Regions from separate parts of the Mus musculus genome. Here region 1 is linked to region 2. A link is a contact called in public Hi-C data. All regions are on one chromosome and are shown on one strand. The core of a region is the stretch at or near the end of the contact, and the rest is flanking DNA. Distances in the headings are between cores, read along the strand shown.

Evidence for each region. Hi-C and Micro-C count contacts between places; a contact is called where the count stands out from the background.
Region 1: a Hi-C map of cortical neurons shows a contact between it and region 2, with 9 times the contacts expected there. The contact joins two enhancer-like sites. A contact is called at or near these places in 2 of 484 Hi-C or Micro-C datasets (cerebral cortex and cortical neurons).

Annotation. Positions count from the first base shown.
Region 1 is chr12:97,215,662-97,221,203 of GRCm38.p6, reverse strand. No RefSeq gene overlaps it. Among named protein-coding and RNA genes, the nearest start is that of Gm40552, 24 kb to the left of the region's middle. Within about 2 kb of position 3,158, at least 10 of the 459 cell types and tissues checked have an H3K27ac peak or open chromatin away from gene starts, as enhancers often do. A contact at or near this core is called in cortical neurons, where this site is marked.
Region 2 is chr12:92,299,663-92,305,748 of GRCm38.p6, reverse strand. No RefSeq gene overlaps it. Among named protein-coding and RNA genes, the nearest start is that of Gm40548, 300 kb to the right of the region's middle. Within about 2 kb of position 2,333, at least 12 of the 459 cell types and tissues checked have an H3K27ac peak or open chromatin away from gene starts, as enhancers often do. A contact at or near this core is called in cortical neurons, where this site is marked.

The DNA.
Region 1 (5,542 bases), core at 1,909-4,408, 4.9 Mb before region 2:
CACAATGAGCTATTTGCTAGAGTGATTATTATCCTAAGACAAAAGCTAGCAATTGTTGGCAAGAAGGCAGAGTAAAGGGGAACTTGTACATTGTGGGTGGGAAGGTAAATTGGAAGCTATTTTAGAAAGCATTGAGGCTAAAGCTAATATATGATTAAGCAATTTCACTGTCGTGTTTGTATCTAAAGGAAAGTAAGGCAGAATGCTGAAATTGTGTCTGGGTTCTCATGTGCATTACAGAGTCACATTGATCTACATATGGAGTCTGTCTAAGCATGTGGCAACGAATGCACAGATATAAAAGAACAGAGCACTTCACAGTCTAAGAATTAATTAAATATTTTTATTTTATGAATGTTTTTCCTGCTGTATGTCTGTGTACTGTGCGTGGGCAATGCTCACAGAGGCTAAAATAGAGTGTTCAGGTCCTCTGGAACTGGAGTGATTCTTAGCCACCAGGTGCTGGGTTCACAAAATAAGTTTTCTTGCAGGTCAGCTGGTGTTCTTAACCACTGGACCCTTTCTCTAACACCACTTTTTAGTCTTAATAAAGGGATTGGTGACAATGTGGATGGCTCTTGAAGATTTTTACTTTAAGTGAAATAAGCCAAGTATGTTTGTGTACCATATGTGGGAAGTGCCTACAAACACCTACCCAATACCTGAAGACAGCCAAGGGAATAGAGCCTTGATATTCTTAACCATCCTAAACAAAGACTTCATTGGTGTGGCTATGGATGTGTTCATTAGCATGACTTACTTATGTCAAGTCATTCCAGAATAACACCTTGTACTTCGTCAGTCTGTACAATTTTGAATAATGCTCTGCTATGCTTGCAGGTAGGAACCTAGCATAATTGTCTCCTGAGAGGCTTTCACCAGTAGTTTAGATGCGGGGACCACAGCCAAACATCAGTCTAAGGAGTCTCGTGGAAGAGTGACTGAAAGGAGTGAGTGAGCCAGAGGGGTCAAGGACAATACAGGAAGACCTACAGAGCCAACTACTCTGGACCCATGGGGGAATCACAGAGACTGAACCAACCAAAAAGTATGCAGGGGCTGGACCTAGGCTCCCTACATATTTATAGCCGAAGTGCAGTTTGGTCTGCAGGTGGGTCTCTTTACATTTGGAGCAGGGGGCTGTCTCTGACTCTGTTGCCTGCCTTTGGATCCTGGCCTGCCTGGTCAAACCTCAATGGAGAAGAATGTTCTTGGTCCTGCTGGGACTTGTTTTTCCAGGGCAGGGTGGTACCCAAGGAGCGCTTCCCAAGGGAAAGAGGGTGTAGTGAGGGGAGGTACTTGTGAGGATGGGACTGAGAGGAGAAGAGAGAGGTGGGGTGCTGCAACGGAGGTATAATTTTAAAAAATCCACATTGTCAAGCCTCTCACATCAATTTTTTACTGATTCATTTCATGGATGAATTTCATGTTTTACTGCTCAATTGAGAAAAGAAAGGAATCAAACGATGTAAACATATTTGCACATCTATTGCAAGTGGTGAAGATTTCTTAAGTACGTGGGTGTGCTTCAAAAACCTTTGCAGTGAATTTTGCTCCTTTGCCTTGACATCAGTCTACTTAAGCAGAAATGGATCTAAAAAACAAAAAATAAGCTTGACTTCCTGGAGCAACTATCATTAAATTTCCAACAGAGTGATAATCCTATTAAAACTAACAGATACTCAACCTATTTACTGGATACTAAGTACCTACTGTGTCATGTTACCCTCAGAAAAAGAGAAACAGTATGATTATTACTGACTAATAAATGGCAAAAGCCAGCCTTACAGAGGCTATACATTACCTTTGCATTCTTCTATGCCAGAAGCCACTGCTCTGAGCTAACAGATCTTTTGAACAAGACATTTATGCAACATTTATGTTCAGAGCCCCCTTCTCCAAGTCCCAAATAATTTCTTTGCTGCCAAAACTGTTCACCTAGTGTTTTTAAATAGCATTCATCTCCATTCTTTAATTATTTATTGATTTGGACATATATGCATGTGTTTATACATGTGTATGTATGCATACGTCTATGTGTGTGCCTAAGTGCACACATGGAAGACAGAGGACAAAAATGAAAGAATTGCCTCTTTCCTTCTAGCACGTGGATTCTTGAAATTGAACTTAAATGAGACATAGAAGTAAGCAACTTTACCCCCATAGTCATCTCAATGCTCTACCCAGTGTTTAATGCTTTTTTGTTATTTCTGTTTATTACTGTCTACAACAAAACAAAGTCCCTAATTATATGGCAGATTTGCCATATTGAAATCATCATTTTATTTTACCTATACTCTATATTTTCTGTTTTCTTCAACTTGCACAAGATATAATTCTATTCCTATTTTACTCTTCATATTTAGAAAGGGACAATATCACTGTCTTTCTCAAAGTACAGTGAAAGAGATCACTAATTTGGGATGGCTGCCTAGCTGTTTTAAAAAGTCAGCTAGAAAGAGGAGACCAGTAGATGGCTCTCTAATTCCTGAATTATAAAGGAGTAGAACACTAATACATTTGAGCACTGGTGAACAGATTTGGTTTGATTGCACCGATGACAAGAATAAACTTCATGCAGACTTGCTGAAATGGGACACTTTGTGCTGTTTTGTCATGTAGCTTAAAATGGGAAAGCTATTCTTGACCCTCCTTGTCCTTGACAAGTTGCAAAGATTGTTAAAGAAATCAGCACCAGCAAGGAAGACAATTTGTTCAGCTGTGAATAGAACAATGACTTCATCCGTACATAGCAGCATCTTCCTCGGGATCTAAGATAGTAAGAGAACCAGAACTAATGGGAAATAAATGGACCCAATTGCCATCCTCAGGTAACAGCAAGACACCTTTCACTGTGTGGCATCACACTTTACTGCAAAATATATAGGATGTGCTTGTGTTTGTTAAGATGAATATAGAGTGTGAAAGCTGTAGAAAGATGAGATATAGAAAAAAAGAATAATATTCCAATTTTGTCTTTACAGGATAGCATTGTGGTTTATGTATTTTGAAAATACAATTTGAAAAGGCAAAGAATGTCTTTAAAATATTGACAAAATCCCTTGCTAGCACTCAAAAGAAAGTAAAAGAAAGGAATTTATGTCATCAGCATATGCGTGGATGTGTCTGTATAAACACGATTGTGTATAGTGTACGGCTTCATGACTTGAAGATAATTTCCTCTTGTTCAGAACATGTTACCTCACTCCATCTCATGCCGTATATTCAGCTGCGGTTTTCAGAAGCCAAGTTTTAAAATGTCCTCACCATAAACCTGGCAGAAGATAAATACGTGTCCTGTCAGAACTTACTCTGGTGTTTTGAGACACGGCTCATTGCAGTATCAGTTCTCATAAACAAGACAGGGAGTGCCCCAGATCCCATCCTTAGAGAAGTCTGCATCCTTAGACAGTCTGAGGATAGCTTGTGGTAGGCGGGGATGTGGACTCCACTTAGCCTCAACTTTCACAGTAGCTTCAGGCTGGAGAAGCTTGTGCACACGTGACTTGTATGAAAGCTGTGTTGTACATTTTTTTTGCGTTTATATCTCACAGTCATCTAACAGTTCATAGAAGACACTACCAGTGACTAGGACACAAAGGTTGCTCTCTTGCATGGGTCACGAGCCACAGAAAGATTGGATGTATAAGAGCCGATTGGAATAAACTCTCCTTAAGTGTATCCTTGCAATTTGAAATTCTTGAATGTAACAGATCTCTAGAACAACTGAGTTTGATTTTATGCAGGAGTGTAAGAAAAAAGGAATGGAGATAATTCTTTCCAAGTTGACCCCACCTAGTTAGGACTTCTAATGCTGAGATTTCTAACAAGGGCTACATTAGTCTCCCTCAAGCACTGAAATTACAAGCACACAAAGAAGCCTCTGTGTGCATCAATTTGTCAAATTTGAAATCTGTACCATATAAAAATGAATGTACTTACTATAAATTAAATATTCCATCAGAAAGAAGGAATACTGATGTCGTGGCAGCTGTCATGAGGGCTGAGGCCCTTTGGAGTGAAAGATGTCTCTATTTACATTCTTATGTGCCACAGTTTACCACTGACATCTTCATCAAATAGGTGGATTGATGAGCGTATGCTCTTCTACCTTTAATTATTTCTCCAACAAGGAAGATGGCAAAAAAAAAAATCCACTGAATTTCCTGAACATATGAGGCCCCGTTACTCAAGTCAACTTTCTTTAACTGTCCTATGTTGGATAGATGACAGGCACTTCAACCAAACCAATAATGAATTTTTCTCTTTTTAATTTGGAATAGTTTAACAAAGAAAGGACTAAGGATATAGGAGAAGGATGATAGACTCAGAAACAGCAATGACATCACTCTCTCTTTCTTTTTAATGACATCATCTCTCACTTTCTCTTTTACACAGTATAATACACGGTGTGATATTGGAACGAGCTCTAGTACATTCCATGCTTTTGAAAAATCAATCCTTTTATAAGAATAGGAATACCTAATTGCACACAAACATTTTATATATATACTGATAGCAAAACACAAAGGAGGAGAATTGGGGGTAAAAGAGTAATTCTTTAAAGAGGGAGTTGCCCATGGTGAGAATTGTGAACTTCAAAGAGGGGATAGTTGGCATGGATGGCCATCTTAAGCTTCACCCAAACCTCTGCCTTTCCAGACTTTATAGGTGAAAGGTGGAGATAGCATCTACAGATTTGTGAAATACTGGCACAAAGGGGAAAGAATTTCTATCCATTCTCAGTCCAAAGCATGCACCAAGTGCCTACACCTAGTGTACGAGGTACTAAAGAAACTGCTTTCAAAAATAGATTCCTTTTGCAAGAAAAATTATTTCTTTTTTTACTGTGAATATAAGCCTAAAGTGCAATCTTGGTTCTTCCGTCTGGATTAACCTCACCTTGGAGGAAGAGGGTCAGGGATGAAGCACCTAGTCTCTTTGCCCTTGACCTCGCAGGGGTGATTATGTATTCTCTTAAGTCCAACATAAAAATAGATTGTTGTGGGATTAATGTGTCTTCTCCAAAGTTCAGATGTAACTATAATAACATATTAACAGGTAACTATCACAACATATTAACAGGATCCTCAGAATCACCAGACATGAGCAACACTACTAAAATATTAGAATGAATATCTACCACAAACATTCCTGTCCAAAGAAAAGACAGGGACAAAAATGGAACAGAGACTGAAGGAAAGGCCAGCCAGAGACCACTTCACCTAGGGATCCATCTCATCTGCACACACCAAACTCCCACACTTTTGCTGATACCAAGAAGCACTTGTTGATAGGCGCCTTGTATGGCTGTTCCCTGAGAGGTTCTACTAGTGCTTGACCCTTACAGATGCAGATACAGCTAACCATCGGAAGGACCCCGGGAACCCCAATGGGAGAGTTAGGGGAAGGACTAAAGAAGGATAAGGGGATTACAACTCCATAGAAAGAACAATATCAACTATCTGGACCTCCCAGAGCTCCCAGGGACTAAACCACTAACAAAAATGTATACATGGATGTTCCATGGCTCCAGATATGT
Region 2 (6,086 bases), core at 1,084-3,583:
ACATGGTAATTGTTCCATCTAAAGCTAAATTATGTGTTTATGTATATATGAATACACACACACACACACATACACACACATATATACATATATTTCTCTCATCATTTCCATTTCCATTTACAATGACGAGACTCTTGCAGGCGGCTGAACTGGCTAGATATCAAACAACATTTAGCTCCAAGTTGGCTTCATTACCCTTTATGTTCAGATCCTATGCAATTTTCTGTGTATTCCCTACGTGCATCAGACGAGGACAGCCTTTCTTAACTTCAAGGTCTTTGTTTTACAAAAGCATTCTGTGTCCTCCTCTGCAAGATATCACATATTGCGTTTCCTATAAACATTCACTGGTGGGTAAGCAAAGATGAGCTTTCTTTAAACAAGAAAGACCACAACTACCCTTGACTAGGCACTGCCAATTGCGGGCCGAGGGTAGCAAGGGAGACTGCAGATTACTCACTCACCTTCATAGTTATATATTTGCTTATTTTAGAAGCTATAAGAGCAGAGTAGCAGGAGTGGTGGAGGACTCACAGAACTCTGATATCTCATCCCCATCTGCCGAGTTAGCTAGCCCTTAGCTAAGTGTCTCCATTTCATCTTCTGCAAAATGGGCCTGAGCACTCTGACTCCCGTAGGTTATAACCATATAGCACAGCCACGTTCATGACCCTCTATGGCCACAAACGCAGAGCCTCAAATGCTCAGAGCATTCCAAAGCAGTTAACCTACGTTGCCAGACTGTCCATGTGAAGAAGAATTATTTTCTAATGTAGGATTTCATTTCAAACACATAACAAACATTTTTAAATATACATAAAACAAGTCAATACAGAATGGAATTGGCTCTCAAAGATCATCAATTCTGTTTTCAAGTCCCGGATAATTTCTTTTTAAGATTAGTTAAACATGGGCTTCATACATGACAAGTAAGCACTTCTCTATCGAGATCTAGTCCTAGTACCTTTTATACTTTCTATTGTGAAGCCGGGCCTCATGAACTTACATAGACCGCCCTTGAGCTTACTGTGTAATCCATTCTGGCTTTAAACTTGCCCTCTTCCTGCCTTGGCCTCTTGCATATCTGTGATTGCAGGCCTATGCCACCAGGCCCTGATCAATCTTGGCTATTCTTCTTTAGATCAAGCATAGATAATGGTGATGACATCCTTTCAGAAACTGTGTTTTGATTTTTTTTCTCCTCTCTAACAATATCATTTTTCTTCTTTTTTTTTTCTTTTTGTCTCATTGATGCATAATGAACTCCTGACAGAGATGAATAATGCAGTGGCGTTTAATAGTCATAAAAGAAACACTACTCCCTGTGAGCCAATCTCTCATCCTTTAGATCATTTTCTTCTCAGTATCTTGCAGCTTTCTCCTTTTCCAGGATGGATGTCTGTCTGTCTATGGTTGAGTAAGGAGGAACTCACGAATAGACTCTCAGACCCAGAAAACTAGAAGGAATCTTAGCCATTGTGTTCTCATGTGTGGTCTAAAGCCACAGTGAACTTTTGTTCAGTACCAAGCTGACAGTTTCACTGGATCCATTATCTCTTGTATATAACTCTCACAACAGCCCTGTAAAATACTTTCATCTCTATTTAAGATGCACTGAAACAAACACTCTGAGATGCGTTTTGCTTTTCAACATGGCACACATACTGAAGAAGCCTCGCATTCAGATTTCAGAACCAATTCAGTTGAAGTACAAAGCACAGTGGCCCAGATAAATGAGCCAGCAATATGTGAAGATCAAATAAATACTAACAGAAAAACGTTAGATGTCAAGGGTGATGGTCTTTGTGAAAAAGATTCTCATGTAAAGTAAAAGCATCTCTTGTTGTATTTGGGTTTTTGACACAATTGTGTTTCATTACTGACACAGGAAGGTGGAAAGAAATGTTACCCACATGTCCTTAAAGAAGAATTCACCCGAAGTTGGGTTTTGTTCTTTTCGATAGTGGGGAAGGATAAGAGAGAGACAAGATTCTGATAAATAATTTATGAAGAAGAATGCTTCACTGATCAGATTTGGTGATGAAAAAAATTTCTTTGAAAACCCATGAGTAACATTCTTAATGGAAATTATCTGCACTTCTCCTGGGTCGGCATTTTTTTTTCCTGCTATTAGTTTGATTTCGGCTTGACAGTCTCCTTCCTGCACAAATGTAGCAACAAACACAACGGAAAAGCCTTTCTACATGATTATTTTCTAAAGTAATAAGACAACGTGTGTGACCTGAAAAATCAGCCCCTCCCACGTGTCAGGTAAGGAGGTGGCTTGATGATACTTTAAAAGCCATCTTGTGCTTCCTCCTGCCACTCAGTCACTCCTTCTGGGGTCTAGGGCGGGCTTTTGCTGCCATCTACTGGTACGTCTTGCAAGACAATCGGACGCTTCTGAAAAGGAGAGAATTGGAAAAAATGGGGGAGGGGGCTTATTCTGTAAGAAAATCCAATTCCGGCAGAAATGAATTTCTACGCCGAGTCACAGAGCCTTAAGTATTTTGTGCTAGAGAATGTTTAATAGCGACCCTCTTGTGCAACCCATGGAAAGATTTTTTTTCTCTCTTTTTCATTCCCTGGACAAGTGTCTGAACTCATCTACATGCACATGTCATTCTCCAGAAGCTCAAACGGAGGAGGAATATCGTGGCGGTTTGATTACATAGATTGCTAAGATTACTCCTAACTCCTCTTGCTGCCTGAAATTTCTAGCAGACTTTTTAAAACCACTTTCCCCAAATGTAGAATATGAAACCATGACATTTCTTCATAGCATCATACAGCTATCCATAAACTCGCTGATATGCTGGCATGAAGATTAAATGCGGTATGTGCTTAGCATTTCTTGCAAACGCACATGAGCTTTTAATAAAGACCAGCTGTTCCCATCACATGACAATGACTAATAATTCCATAGTTGTGGCACTTAAGAACAAAACTACCCAGAATAATGACACTATGGCAATGAGCGACCCTTAAATATTATAAATTCAATGTTTGGTCCTCCAGGAAGGATGAACGTAAATGATAAAGAGTAAGTCAGGTATATAGGTCTACATATTTCAGCACTGGTTTTTATAGAAGAATAGTAGAAAAGACTCAGTTACAGCCCAATTGCCTTATCGCAAAATTCTGAAAGACAGAAAGTGAATACATAAGGGTCTGAATAAATTAATGCCTGTAAAGATACTAAAAGAATATGCTCAGATTTGCTCACACATAGTTGTTCTTTGATTTGAGCAGATGCAGGGAAAACTGAAGACTTCTTCCTGGAAGGAAGAGAACAGTAGAGAAAGAAGGAATATCGACTAGTAAGTTTCAGCATGTGACATATGTGAGCGTGCAAGGGCTTTAGGAGCTTCACAGCGCGCATACTACCACCACTCTTACAACAATTTGCAACAGTGGCCATGCTATATTTTTCAGTTCACTAGAAATGCATCTCAACACGTTTCCAGGAATCTGAGGATAAAAACAACACTTGTGCAAAGTGGTCAGTCAAGCGATCGCACAATTTTATTCCAAAATCCATAGCAAGTCTAACTCCTAAGGGTTCCCTTTAAATTAAAGACTATGGCACTGCTCAAAAGCACACCACTAGCAGGGGACTGGATACATCATGTCAGTCATTGAGGAGTGTGAACCAAGACCGAATAAAGGATAGTTTCTGGACATCGACTGCTAGAGTTCAAACCCCTGCTTTCAAACTCTTCCTTTATTCCCTTATCTACTTGTCTGGGAAGTAGAGACTAGAAAATATGCCAAAGGAGTTGTTTTAAGGAACAACTAAACTGGCCAGGTGCAGGTCATTTAAAACAAGGGTCCAATTTGTAGTGACCTTCAAGAGCGAGTTGTTATTATAGAAGCAGAGGATATTTGGAATAAGAGAGATTTACTTAAAAAGAGGGTGAAGGAGTAGAGGAGGTGATGTGGTGGGTAATAAAGCTAACTGCAAGCATGATGATGTAAGTGCATACCCCAGCCTACATCTAAAGGTCTAGACATGTTCAGGGACCCTCTGTTACAACAGCACTGAGACACGGAGATAGGAAAGAGCGAGGCTCACTGGCCACACACTAACCCCAAGTCCTGCAGAAACAAAGAGACACTCTGCCTCAAGGGAATAAGGCTCACAAGAGAAGGTCTCCTCGAGAAACTTCTGTCCAGTCGTGATTTCCCAGGTTCCTCCTTGCTTTTCAAACTATAATTCTTTTTCAAAGTGAAACTGACCTAATCCGTGATGTTTAAGAGAAAAGCAGAGCAGGGTTAGATGAAGCAGGAGTAGAAGTCCGAGTAGCTAAGATGTCTCCTAGAAGGTCTTGATGCACTGTAGATGAACAGAGGTAACCCAGTAAAGTCACAGTGCAATGAGAAAATCATTGATATTTTTCTTTTTACCTTTTATTTTTCCCATCATAAATGCTCCTTGGAATGAGTTTGACCCCAGCCAAAGCAACACAGTAGGGTTCATATATATATGAAAAAACAAATACCCCAGTGGGCACCTCACTTTGTCAGAAATTGGTTCTCAAGTCACAGGTGATAAAAAGAAGACTCAGTCCAGAAGATATTCGCAAGCACTAAGGGCATTGTTATGCCTGACCCTGTACCTCCCAGGTTAGGTTTAGTTACTGGCTGTTCATCCAGTAGATCCTCAAACCACCAGTGGGGAATGTCCCATGGCAGGTTATTGAGCACTGCAAGATGGCACATTGAAGCAAAGCCATCCAATTCTGCACAGGTGTTGTGGTAATTGGGACACATTCCACACGTCTTAGAGTTCAATGGTCCTCAGACCATAAAGTCCTAGCTATGTGGATGTAAATTGGGTCAAATAGCTATCCAATAATATATGCTGTAGATGGACAGCTTTGGTCCCTAATGTCCTGCCATGTGCAGACCTGTCTTTACAAGGTGGAAATCATTATCCTGCCACTCATTCCAAAGTTAATATTGGTGGTACTACTGGTGAACTGAAGCCAGCAGAATGGACATTACTTTGAAAATATCCAAGGAAGAATTCTTTCTGGAATTATTTCTGCATTCGGCAAATAGTACCTTTGCATTAGGACTTATGAGGTAGTAACTCGTTATGACCATAGTATAAAGTACTAAATGGTGTGCTGTGGCTCATTATTCCTTGACCTTCTAATGGTCAAAAAATGTTTTTATTATGTCTGTGAGGGTTCCATCCCTATTGTATACATTCATTTCTGTGGCCTTCTCAATGCGGAGACTATACAAAATTTGTAAAACACACCACAAGTTATATTTCTGTTTACATTTGGGTCCATTTTTTGTGTGCCTCATTACATCACTTCATACTAATGTGCTTCATAAATTTATTTCTAAATTTCATAAATCGGAATATTTGCCCATAAAATTCAAATATTTTAAACTGCCATTTTAAATAGAATATAGCAAGACTTTTGGAATATTTTACGTCATCACTAGAATGTTCTCCATACTATGAAAATGAAAATCTTCAAAAGATCACTATTTTCTCTAGAGAGAACACTTCGGTCCAATATTTTTCATTTTCTAATGAAAATTGTACATGAAATAATTAGAACTCTTTAAATCAAAATATGAGATAAAAATAAATTATAAATATTTAGCTAGAAAAAAATAAGCAGCCTCATAAGTAAGTTACCAGAAATATAAAGCATCTAAGCTCCATCTTGCCTAATATATGTAGATAGACATCCATAGACATAGAAGGTAAACACTAATTTTCATTTTTTTAAGATTTATTAATTTATTTATTCATTCATTTATTTTTATGTATATGAGTACACTGTAGCTGTACTGATGGTTGTGAGCCATTATGTGGTTGCTGGGAATTTGAATTCAGGACCTCTGCTTGCTCTGGTGGGCTCCGCTTGCTATGGTCTCACTCTGGTTTAAATATTTCTTTATTATATATAATCTAACTATATAATCTAAGTACACTGTAGTTGTCTTCAGACACCCCAGACGAGGACATCAGATCTCATTACAGATCTCATTACAGATGGTTGTGCGCTACCACGTGGTTACTGGGATTTGAACTCAGGACCTTCGAAAGAGCAGTCAGT